3 separate regions of the Mus musculus genome follow, and all the other regions are linked to region 1. The links are chromatin contacts, called in public Hi-C maps. All regions are on one chromosome and are shown on one strand. The core of a region is the stretch at or near the end of the contact, and the rest is flanking DNA. Distances in the headings are between cores, read along the strand shown. Region 1 has its middle 29 kb from the start of 4930517E11Rik. Region 2 overlaps Slc12a1 (solute carrier family 12, member 1). Region 3 has its middle 60 kb from the start of Sqor.

What was found. A called contact is a pair of places that touch in the nucleus more often than the background predicts.
Region 2: a contact with region 1 is called in a Hi-C map of the N1E-115 cell line, with 4 times the contacts expected there. The contact joins two enhancer-like sites. A contact is called at or near these places in 22 of 39 promoter capture datasets (the 3T3-L1 cell line, 3T3-L1-derived adipocytes, the C10 cell line and 13 more), 2 of 15 datasets of contacts at CTCF or cohesin (large pre-B cells and pro-B cells), 103 of 484 Hi-C or Micro-C datasets (the 3T3-L1 cell line, 3T3-L1-derived adipocytes, the AML12 cell line and 63 more) and 11 of 115 datasets of contacts at active chromatin or transcription factors (astrocytes, bone marrow-derived dendritic cells, embryonic forebrain and 8 more).
Region 3: a Hi-C map of the N1E-115 cell line shows a contact between it and region 1, with 15 times the contacts expected there. The contact joins two enhancer-like sites. A contact is called at or near these places in 3 of 39 promoter capture datasets (3T3-L1-derived adipocytes, liver and second pharyngeal arch cranial neural crest), 11 of 484 Hi-C or Micro-C datasets (the N1E-115 cell line, cerebellum, cerebral cortex and 6 more) and 4 of 115 datasets of contacts at active chromatin or transcription factors (astrocytes, embryonic forebrain, forebrain and 1 more).

What each region holds. Positions count from the first base shown.
Region 1 is chr2:124,099,655-124,102,926 of GRCm38.p6, reverse strand. It overlaps a transcript of Sema6d not described here. Among named protein-coding and RNA genes, the nearest start is that of 4930517E11Rik, 29 kb to the left of the region's middle. Within about 2 kb of position 1,821, at least 22 of the 459 cell types and tissues checked have an H3K27ac peak or open chromatin away from gene starts, as enhancers often do. A contact at or near this core is called in the N1E-115 cell line and pancreatic cancer cells, where this site is marked.
Region 2 is chr2:125,207,451-125,210,462 of GRCm38.p6, reverse strand. All of the region lies in intron 20 of Slc12a1 (solute carrier family 12, member 1), which reads right to left. It overlaps Gm14002 (a long non-coding RNA gene), which reads left to right. Exons shown (of 4, transcript XR_866695.2): 4 at 352-3,012. Among named protein-coding and RNA genes, the nearest start is that of Gm46760, 7.5 kb to the right of the region's middle. Within about 2 kb of position 1,427, at least 22 of the 459 cell types and tissues checked have an H3K27ac peak or open chromatin away from gene starts, as enhancers often do. A contact at or near this core is called in the N1E-115 cell line and pancreatic cancer cells, where this site is marked.
Region 3 is chr2:122,823,737-122,827,049 of GRCm38.p6, reverse strand. No RefSeq gene overlaps it. Among named protein-coding and RNA genes, the nearest start is that of Sqor, 60 kb to the right of the region's middle. Within about 2 kb of position 1,254, at least 16 of the 459 cell types and tissues checked have an H3K27ac peak or open chromatin away from gene starts, as enhancers often do. A contact at or near this core is called in the N1E-115 cell line, where this site is marked.

The sequences.
Region 1 (3,272 bases), core at 572-3,071:
GAAGATAATCCAGAAGGCATGGTCCTTAGAACTCACCCCTATCCTTTATCCTTTTTCAAGGATAGGGACCTCCTGTCTTTGTGACACCAAGCTTGCTTTTTTCCTGGCACAATGACTTATGGATCCTGGAAAAATATGGCTTTCCAGTTCTCTGTCTCATCTTGTTCACTCTACCAACTGGAAAGGATTACCACCCTCCTGTCTACCCTCAAGTCTTGTTTCTTCGGTTTCTTCTCAGGTTAAATAGACTTAGAAATTTCTTTTCTTTCCATCAAGAGATCAAATATTTTCTGATAAAATGATATTTACAGCTATATAAAAAACTGGTAGGCTGGTGAAGTCCTTCCAGGAATGCATGCACCATCAAAGAAGACTTTGGGCTTGTTGCGAATTAGCCTTCCCTTGCTGATTTTGTTGGAGTCACTAAACCGGAGGCTATGACCAACCAGTCTTGGACTTATTTCAGTCAACTAATCACCTCCTCCCCAAGTTCACATTCTGCCCTAAGATGTCACAAAATGACAAGACACAATTATAATACTTAAATTAAAAATTCACAAAAAGACAGATAGATTAACATCCCAGTCAATGGCTACAACCTAACTTGAAAAGAGAAGTGGAGAGGCCCATCCCTGCCATTCTCCTAATGGTTCACTACACTATCAGCTTTCAGAGACCAAATTCACTGTCGGCTAATGGTGAGTCAGTAAAGCTAGGTTTTTTCCACATCTAGAATCTAAGGTTCTGTATAGAACACAAGCTTATATGCTCTTACAAGCTGCCTTGAGAGAATGTTTTATGGCAGGGGATCAAATCTCACAGGGGTAGAGAACAATGGTTCTCAGAAGTTATCTAGAAGATTCCGTTGAAGATGCTACTAACCATGGCCCAAAGCCAACCACAGGTGACTTATAAGTCTAAACCACTGCAAATCAAAGCGCGAATTTGGCCACACTGACAGAGAAAAGCTTTCTAAACTCGTAAGTGACTTTTTTTTCCCCCTCAACAGTGCTAAGATCTACTATATCCTATTCATGTGTCGTTTTCCAGCATTTAGTATCTGGCACTTTTCCCAGTTACTAAAAATTCTCATGAAAAGAAGCAGCCACACAAATGCAAGCTGACAAGCCTAAGATCCTTTGTTGGTTTTCTTCCATAATTGATATTACATGTATATTTAGAATACACGGACACTGCAGCCCTGTGCCAGCCGCTCATTCTAACGTCTTTCACATTCTCTTGAATTGTGTGCAACTTCAGCAGTTTCTAATCATCTTACTTTTAAATACCTCTGCTTACAATATGAAAAGGCTTACAGCTTCATTTAAATTAAGACATTCCACATAGCTCTGCCTGCATTCTTTCAAAATACTCAGTCAATTAACATAAGCTACCTTCTAGAGAGGATTTGCTTTAAGTCAGGTGGAAAGAAATATTATTTCAGAACCAAAGAAGAACAAAGCCATGAAATAGATAGAAGATCAAATAATGGAATAAATTGTAAGCTTGTTTAAGTTCCTCATATTTTAAGAGAAAGTATATATATGCTTTTAAAGTGTTCTCCTATAGATTGCTTCTGGGCAGATACAGTCTGCCAGGACAGCTCTAAAGGGGACAAAATATCCAAAATATGGCAGCTTTTTTCAATCAAATGACAGCCCAAAAAGTCTCTGCAGATTCCAAAATACTGCAGGCTCAATCACCCTAGGGTGCAGTGAGCTGAAGCGCAGTTCATCATTCCCAGGGAATTAAATGTGCTGAGAAACAGTCCTGAGTCTGGCAATGTTAAAAATGGTTGAAACCAGAGCATGTCTAACAGCGGGGCCAGGCTGCCACCTGGAGGGCGGCAGGAAACACAGCTCCACGAACGCCAGTCTGTTCCCAACAGTCAAAGAGACCCTTCGGGCTGAGCTAAGCCCCCCATTCTGTTTTACTACTTGACAAAAAAGCTGAGCCTTTCTGTCCCATGGCTCATTGATTAGTGGACCACGTGGAGGCAGCGGCACTAGGTGAAGCCAAGTGTGCCACAGTCTTTCCTTCTTTCCAGACTCAAGGCTGGGGAGGCTCACCCTTGAGCACATCTTTTGTCTCATCCACCCACTTTATTGGTCATTGTTGTGGGTCTTATGTGTCATTTTAGAAACAGAAATATCAGGTCACTTTTCAAAATGTCTAGACTCTTCACGAAGCACTACATACAAGGAAAGAGAAAGCCACACCTTCAAGGTGTGTTGTTCACACAAAGTGAGCACTGGGTATTGTGTGGAGCTCCAATTCAGTCAGGATCACACAGAGAAAAAGACAGAAAGAACACCTGCTGTAGGGGGACAATTCTTTAGTGGCTGTTGAAATCCGATGGGTCAAATCCCTAATCCCCATAAAAGTATGATGTACACATGGGTGCTGTGTACAATATTTTTCCAATGTCCATTTTTTTCTTACATAGGAAAATACAGTAACTACCCCATCTTATCACATTGTGGAGGAGACTGAAATTATACTAATCAACAAGTAAAGATGGTATATAACTCTTAATACAAGCTTTTTGAAAATTAGACTTATCCAGATAGGAAAAAGAGGCAGGACACAGAATACCAACTGCCCAACTGCCAAGTCAGGCAAGAGAGAAAACACTGAGTCAGGAGATGCTCCAGGGCAAGCTGTCACCCTGGGCTGTCACCCTGGGCTATCACTGTGGGCTTCACTTCTTTCAGAAGTCTACACCCACCTATTTCCCTTCCTCTGCTTCTTGCTCTTTCTTTTCACAATGTTTGATCATTACTCAAAAGAAAGTATAGTACTTACTTCCAAAATAGTAAAGACATTTGTTTTGGTTTGGGTTTTTAGTTTCAACTAATTCACAACCTAAAAATAATTGTTTGGGGAAATAGGATTCTGGAAATAATTCTACTGTCCTATTGCATTTCCTCCGGGTAACCCAGCAGAGAGAACATTGGGCCTCTGAGAAGATGCAGGTGAGTACCAATTGGTCCCTACTGGATGTGCTGTTAGTCAGAGAGCTGTAGTGACACCTCCTGGCAAGACCAAAAGAGCACTGCCTTCCATAAAACTGTATTGTCACAACTTTATGATCAGAAACAATGAAGAAAATATATTTTCCCACATGTACTGTTCCTTGAAAGAAAAAAAGTCCATCTGTAGAGAGACACAGTCACAATACTCATATCCATGTTTGAATGGCTTCCATTTAAAAAAAAAACAGCTGAGTCCAAGGAAGAATATAGCTATGTTTTTATTTTATGATACCCAAT
Region 2 (3,012 bases), core at 178-2,677, 1.1 Mb before region 1:
CATGTCTTCTGCGTCTAATTCTAACATTAGATTCTGTCACCCCTGTCTTTGAGTCTTTTGTAGCCTCAGCTAGCCTCAAGCTCACTTTGTAGCCTGGGCTGGCTCTCGTTCAACTCCTGGTCTTCTTACTTCTGAGTCTTTAGTGCTGGGGTTACAGGAATGTGCCTCCACACCCTATTGTTTAATCCCCATTACCAGTGGGCCTCAACCTTCCTGATGCTGGGACCCTTTAACCCAGTTCCTCATTTTCTATTGACCCCCAACCATGAAATTATCTTCATTGCTACTACATAACTGTAATTTTGCTCCTGCTATGAATCATAATGTAAACATCTCTGTTTTCTCCCACAGGGTCAAGGCCCACAGGTTGAGAACTGCTACTCTTTACTCCTTTTCAGTGACTCAATCATGATATCTGCCTGCCCTTCGCTGTTATAGATTTTGAGAGAGAATTCCAGGGCTGTAGTGGAGGAAGTAAATGACCTTGAGGTTGTCAGTTGAGAGCAGGTTTTGAATAACTTTCTTCCTGCACACCCCAAAACAACTCTAGTGAGACCAGATACCCAGACTTTGCTGAATAGCCATCACCGTGTTCCCAAGTGCTTCATAAACCAGCCACACAGTAAATGACTGGAGAGACTGCATTTTGAAATTGGATTTAGTGGCCAAAATTGCCTCATGAGTTCTACTGTGCCATTTTTTAAAAAGACGTCATTTAGGGGCTTATAATTCACCATCTGCTTTGAATCTTAAGGACAGCAGAAGGAGGAGCAGAGAAAGCCAGAGGGCAGTCGTATTCTCGCCCATCTCACAACCCCCTTTTCCTTTATTCATTATTAAATTAGAACTCTTTCCTTGGCCAATCACCTTGAAGCCGCACGTGCTTACATGGATCAGTTGCTGATGCCTAGGTGGAGTCAGGCTGGATTGACGGCAGGATGGCAGGGAGCAGTCCTGCAGCCCTGCCTTCCAATCAAGCAATTATTTACTGCTAGGCCATCTGTCTTTATTTTGCAAAGCCACTCGATCAGACACAGCAGTATCACCGTGCTCTGAGCGGGTCATAAATCGCGTGGTACTTACACAGGGTACTCAATTGTGACTCACACTCTATCACTTTGTTTACCACCAGTGCAATCTGGATTCTTTGTTGTAATTGGCAAACTTGCTAAATACCTCTGGGATGTGAAAAATATGAAATGTCACATTTTTTTTTGGTGTGTTGTCAGGCAATAAATTAATTTATTAAGAAGAAACATTAGTCATCAGTACCGGGTGACTTGCCGCAGTGAACGAGTTATAATGTTATGAGCATCGATCTTATTTATACAAAAAGTTATTGTCGTATGAGTCTGTGACACAGTATAGAAACGACTGCCATTAGCTGGTAAATTACCAGGAAAGCTGATTTCTACTCAGTGGTTTATTAACTGTAGTATATGGGCTCTGAATTGCTAATGTTTCCCTTAAATTATAATCTGTGATGACACTGCAGTGCCCATGTTGGGAAAGCTATGATGATAATCATTAACATACTGTAATGCAATACTGAAGATTTATCAGGCTCTTATTAAGCCCTACATTACAGTATAATATAATGAACTGCAAGTTTGTTTTTTCTAATCCAAAATCTACTATGAGGCTTGTGCCATAAATTACTGAAGCTTCATAACAAAGCATGGGGCTGTGGCATCAAGCTAATTTCTGTCATTACGTTTGTTTGTTTTTATCTCACATGTTCTCTGTGTATTTGTGTGACATTGCATTTTTGTTTACCTAGACAGTTGGTACTTATTTTATTAACATCTAACTGTATTTTCCCATCTTAGTTAAGAAGTAGAAAGTATCCAAACATCAAAGCTGATCTAAACACTACTTGTTCTTTGGGAAATTTAAAGGAGCTGTAGTTCAGGATTCTTTGAGAAACACTACATATTCTAGTAGTGGCTTCATGGGAATAAACTCGCAGTACATTCCGGTGCCTGGAGCAGTGAGAGGTAGTAGAGGTGATGTTTTCAGCTCCATCACATATATCAGCTTGAAGAGACTAACATAATACACAAAGCAAATGCACAAACTAAATGCAAGCTGCATGTTTTTCATTCTTGCTTTTAGATAGAAAACATAACGGCAGCAAAGCCAGAAAAAAAAGTCAAAGTAGATAGGACACAGGACTCCGAGGCTACAAGGTGGATCTGACCAGGAAGCCTTTTTCCTGAGGATTAGCTTTTATAGTACCAGAAGGTTCTATGGAAGCTTCCATAGGAGGGAAGCAGTTCATAGCCTTACCCAGCTCTGATGTCCATGAACTACAACAATGACCAGCATGGTAAGATGCAATAGTGGCACTTATAGCTTGGCAGTAACCAACAGCTCTCTAATTGGACTTAAGGCCAGCTCAACATGAGGGAGACCATGCCTAGTTCTGGAGACCTGCCAGCTACCCACGACTCGTGAAGTCATGGATCTTAGAGGAGAACATACCACTGCCACTTTACTAAAGCAGCAACATCCTTAACTGAATTCTAAGGGCTTATACTCAGGGCCTTAAAAGAGTAGTCTTCATTCCTCATCCAAGAAACTTCTCTTTCCAGTAGATGGGGAGAATGACAGAAACCATACCTGACCAAGATGCAGAGAAGAACTGACCGCGTGTTGCCTAGCCCCAACTGGCACATCTACAACACAGCTCATGCATCTAAGGCTCAGGGGACAGCATGGCAGAAGTGGCATAATGATTGTAAGAGCTAGAGAACCAGGAAATCTGCTGTGGGAGAGTGTCTCCTAGACATGACCGGCAAGTTTTTCCTGTGACAACTCAACAATATGGCTGCCTAAGCAAGACCTGAACAAGGATTCCAACACTATTATTCTAGAGAAATCTAGACTATGTATATATACCCTTGCAATTAAAAAAAATTAGTTTCTTATCTTACTATTTTGTGGGGTTTTTGGACATTTTCAAACATATATATCATTGTGTCTTGCTCATATTTGTACCCCCTGACTACC
Region 3 (3,313 bases), core at 5-2,504, 1.3 Mb after region 1:
GGGGAAATTGGTAAACGGCACTCATCTGGTGGCACCAGGTAGACTAGACACGGAAGACAGCATCCAGGGATGTTCTCGCCTGCTTTACCTGTGTTTGGGCAATGATCCCCAGCTCTGGGGAGACGGAAATGGAAACTGAGTCAGCTATGAAAGTCCCCATCCCTTCCCATGTGGGAGCTCCAACAGCTGGTGTTTAGGAGCCATGTGTAGGTACTGTTACCTTCTGGAATCTGGATAGAATCTATATCCATCAGTGGCCAACATATTGCACACTGCCCATCCCAAAGGTCTTGTGCCCACAGTTGGTAATTATCTGGCTACTCCAATAGGAGAAACACACACACACACACACACACATACACACACACACACACACACACACACACACACACACACACACACAAAATTTCCTAACAACTGAGGGAGAAAAAGAACCTTCATCAGCCGTTCTCCTCATCCATGGGACTGAATGGAACGGCTCAAGATTTCCCCACAGGCCAGAGGGAAAGTAAATTACTCTCATATATTAAGAGGCACCAAACTAACAATTGTCAACTCTAGAAATGCCACAGAGCCATCTACTGGTTATCAGTAAGGAAACAAACAAAAGTGTTCATCTGAAAACAGTGAATATGGGGGAAAACCAAAAATAAATTCAACCCTAATAACTTCATTATAGAAATGTGATGGGAAGTGTCACCTCATTCCCTTCGCCACTAGGAAATCTATGAGACATTGAAAGTCAGCCGTGCCTTTAGTAAATGTGGTTAGGGAATTTGAATTGTATCTGTCCAGGAGGTCATTAAGGTCCCATTCTCTCCATTCCACACGTTCACATCCTATGCACATAAAACACAGATTCACTTTATGAAATCTGAAACACGCAAGTTTAATTAAGGAATCTGAAATCCCACAGTGTGGCTGACAAATGATACAGTTAGCGCCCAATTTTCTGCTATTAAGTGGATCGGCACTACAGCCACAGAGCTTGGCAACAAAGAAAATTTCCCAGAGACCTGGGTTAGGGACCAGGTGCGGGTAATAAAGGCCCCACTCAAGCAGGGGCCTGCTTTTAACAGCAAACTGAATTCAGAAAGTGATCGAAAATAGCAAGTAGCCTTGAAGCCTACAAGCCAATCCCTCACCCCCCAACCCAAACCAAACCCACATATACACAGGCCCAAAGCGCGATGCTAATGTGGTTTATGCTTCCAAGTACAAAACCAAGAAAGGCCTCCCAAGCAAAGAAATGCTCTAAGAAACACCTTGGGGTCATTTTCATAGCTTATGGGCAGAATTCCAAAGCCCAGTCCAGGACATGATCCAGCCTGCGGTGAAATGCTACATTTGAGCACAGAACGGCTGACCTTCCGTTTAGGGTCAGAAATCGGCTAATCTGTTTCTCAGACTTGCTTTGCAGAAGCTGAGCAGATAGGATGAAATTTAACTGAAAAGATGCCAGACGCCTTGTCTTCCTTCCCCTGGAAATCTTAAAAGTTGCCTGGAAGACCATGCGCCGAGCTCACAGCGCCACCTACAGCTCTCTAGGCGCAACTCATCACGGCCCTGTTCAAAGGCTGTCCTGGAGAGCGGAGAGCCTCTTAATCTTAAGATTAACAGGTATTATGTTTATTTGGGGATGTGTGAGGGTGGAGAACACCGCACGAAGGAGGCTTTGTCGCTGATGGGTTATATGCCTGATTGATTATATAGTTTGGGGAATTTGTTAACAGCTTCTAAACACATGGTGGTTTTTCCTCCAAGACCTGTTTCAAGAAGTCACCAAGATATACAATCAATCAGACATGATTGTCAAGAGCATTTGACATTGAAATATGATGTGTAACAAGCAGTCGTTCATCTCCTTCGCTGAAATTACTAAAGAAGCTCTGAGGTATAGAATGAATCCTCAACATTGCAGAAGGTGGAGTTGGGTGTGGTCACAGCTGAGAGCTCTGAAAAGGACTCTGCAGTCACCTTCCCACCAGTTCCTCCTCCGTCTGAAGACTACCCTCACTGGGATTTGAGTGAGTGTGTGTGTGTGTGTGTGTGTGTGTTGTTGTTGGTATGTGAGTGTGTGTTTTGGGGAGTGTGTGTTTTGGGAGTTTGTGTGTATGTGTGTGTTGTTGTGTACTGTTGTGTGTGTTGTCAAACTGTACAAGCTCCTACTATTAAGCCCAGAGGGAGAGAGAAGATCAAAAGAAGAAAAGGAACACAAAGAGGAATTCCTGCCTTTCAGAATGTGTACTGCCAAGCCTTATCCTGTCACTGCACTATAATCAAACTGTAATGCACAGACCCCTGTTTTCTATCAACTCTTACTTGCTCAGAGAAGGAAAAGATCTGAATCAGTCAAAGAAGACTTCATAATGAGTGGAAAATCTGACTTCAGGTTAAAGCTCAAATGTCAAAGGAGAATAATCATGCAGCCACCAGAAGAGATGATATAAGCAAAGTTGTGGAGGTGGAGAAGTGCTAGCTGCGTGCTATGTAAAACAGTGCACACACACACACACACACACACACCAGTCAGAGGCACAGGTGTGATCACACACTGCTCTGCTCTGTCCCCCTCGTATGTTCTTCGCACATTTACCATCACCTGATTTGCATGTGTCTGCACACTCACTTTCTCCCTCCCCGTGGCAAGCTACACAGGAGCAGGATTGTGCTGCTGTTCTTATGCTCGCTGATCTTCTCAGTGGCCAGCTCAGGGGATGGTACTCTAATTTCTAGATAAAGTCTAATTTCTTCTATGGAAGAGAGTTGGAGGGGAAAGTGGGAGGAAGCAAAGGCCTTAGACATCCTCCAAGAAACAGGAGTCATTCAAGTAGATGGCCTAGAGGGGTGGATCCCTGACGCTGGACAAGAAGACTGGGACAATTCTGTTTCCTCCCAGCTACTCAAAAAATAATAACAGTGGCTATGCCTAGGCTGTCAATGCTTAATTGTATGACTGGATATGAAAGAAACAATTGCTCTATGTCACATGCTGATAGTGATGGGTCATACCCTCCAGTAAAATGTAATTCTGAGATCTTAAAGACATGGACAAATTAATGAGCATAAGTCTAGAATGTCCTCTGTCTGAAAGTGTGGAAGTGCTCACAAAACAATGGACACCTGTCAAAAGGACCTGAAACCATCCTGAAAGGGGTACCACTAGCCAAACTTTGAAATGTTAAACTTTAAAGGAAACAGTGATAGTGATGGTTTACCCATTACATAGAGTAAAAATCCATGAGACATTGAAGAAACAGGCTAATCAAGAGATGCTAGGGGAGAGCTCTTCTTCCCAGTGAGTGCCAACTAA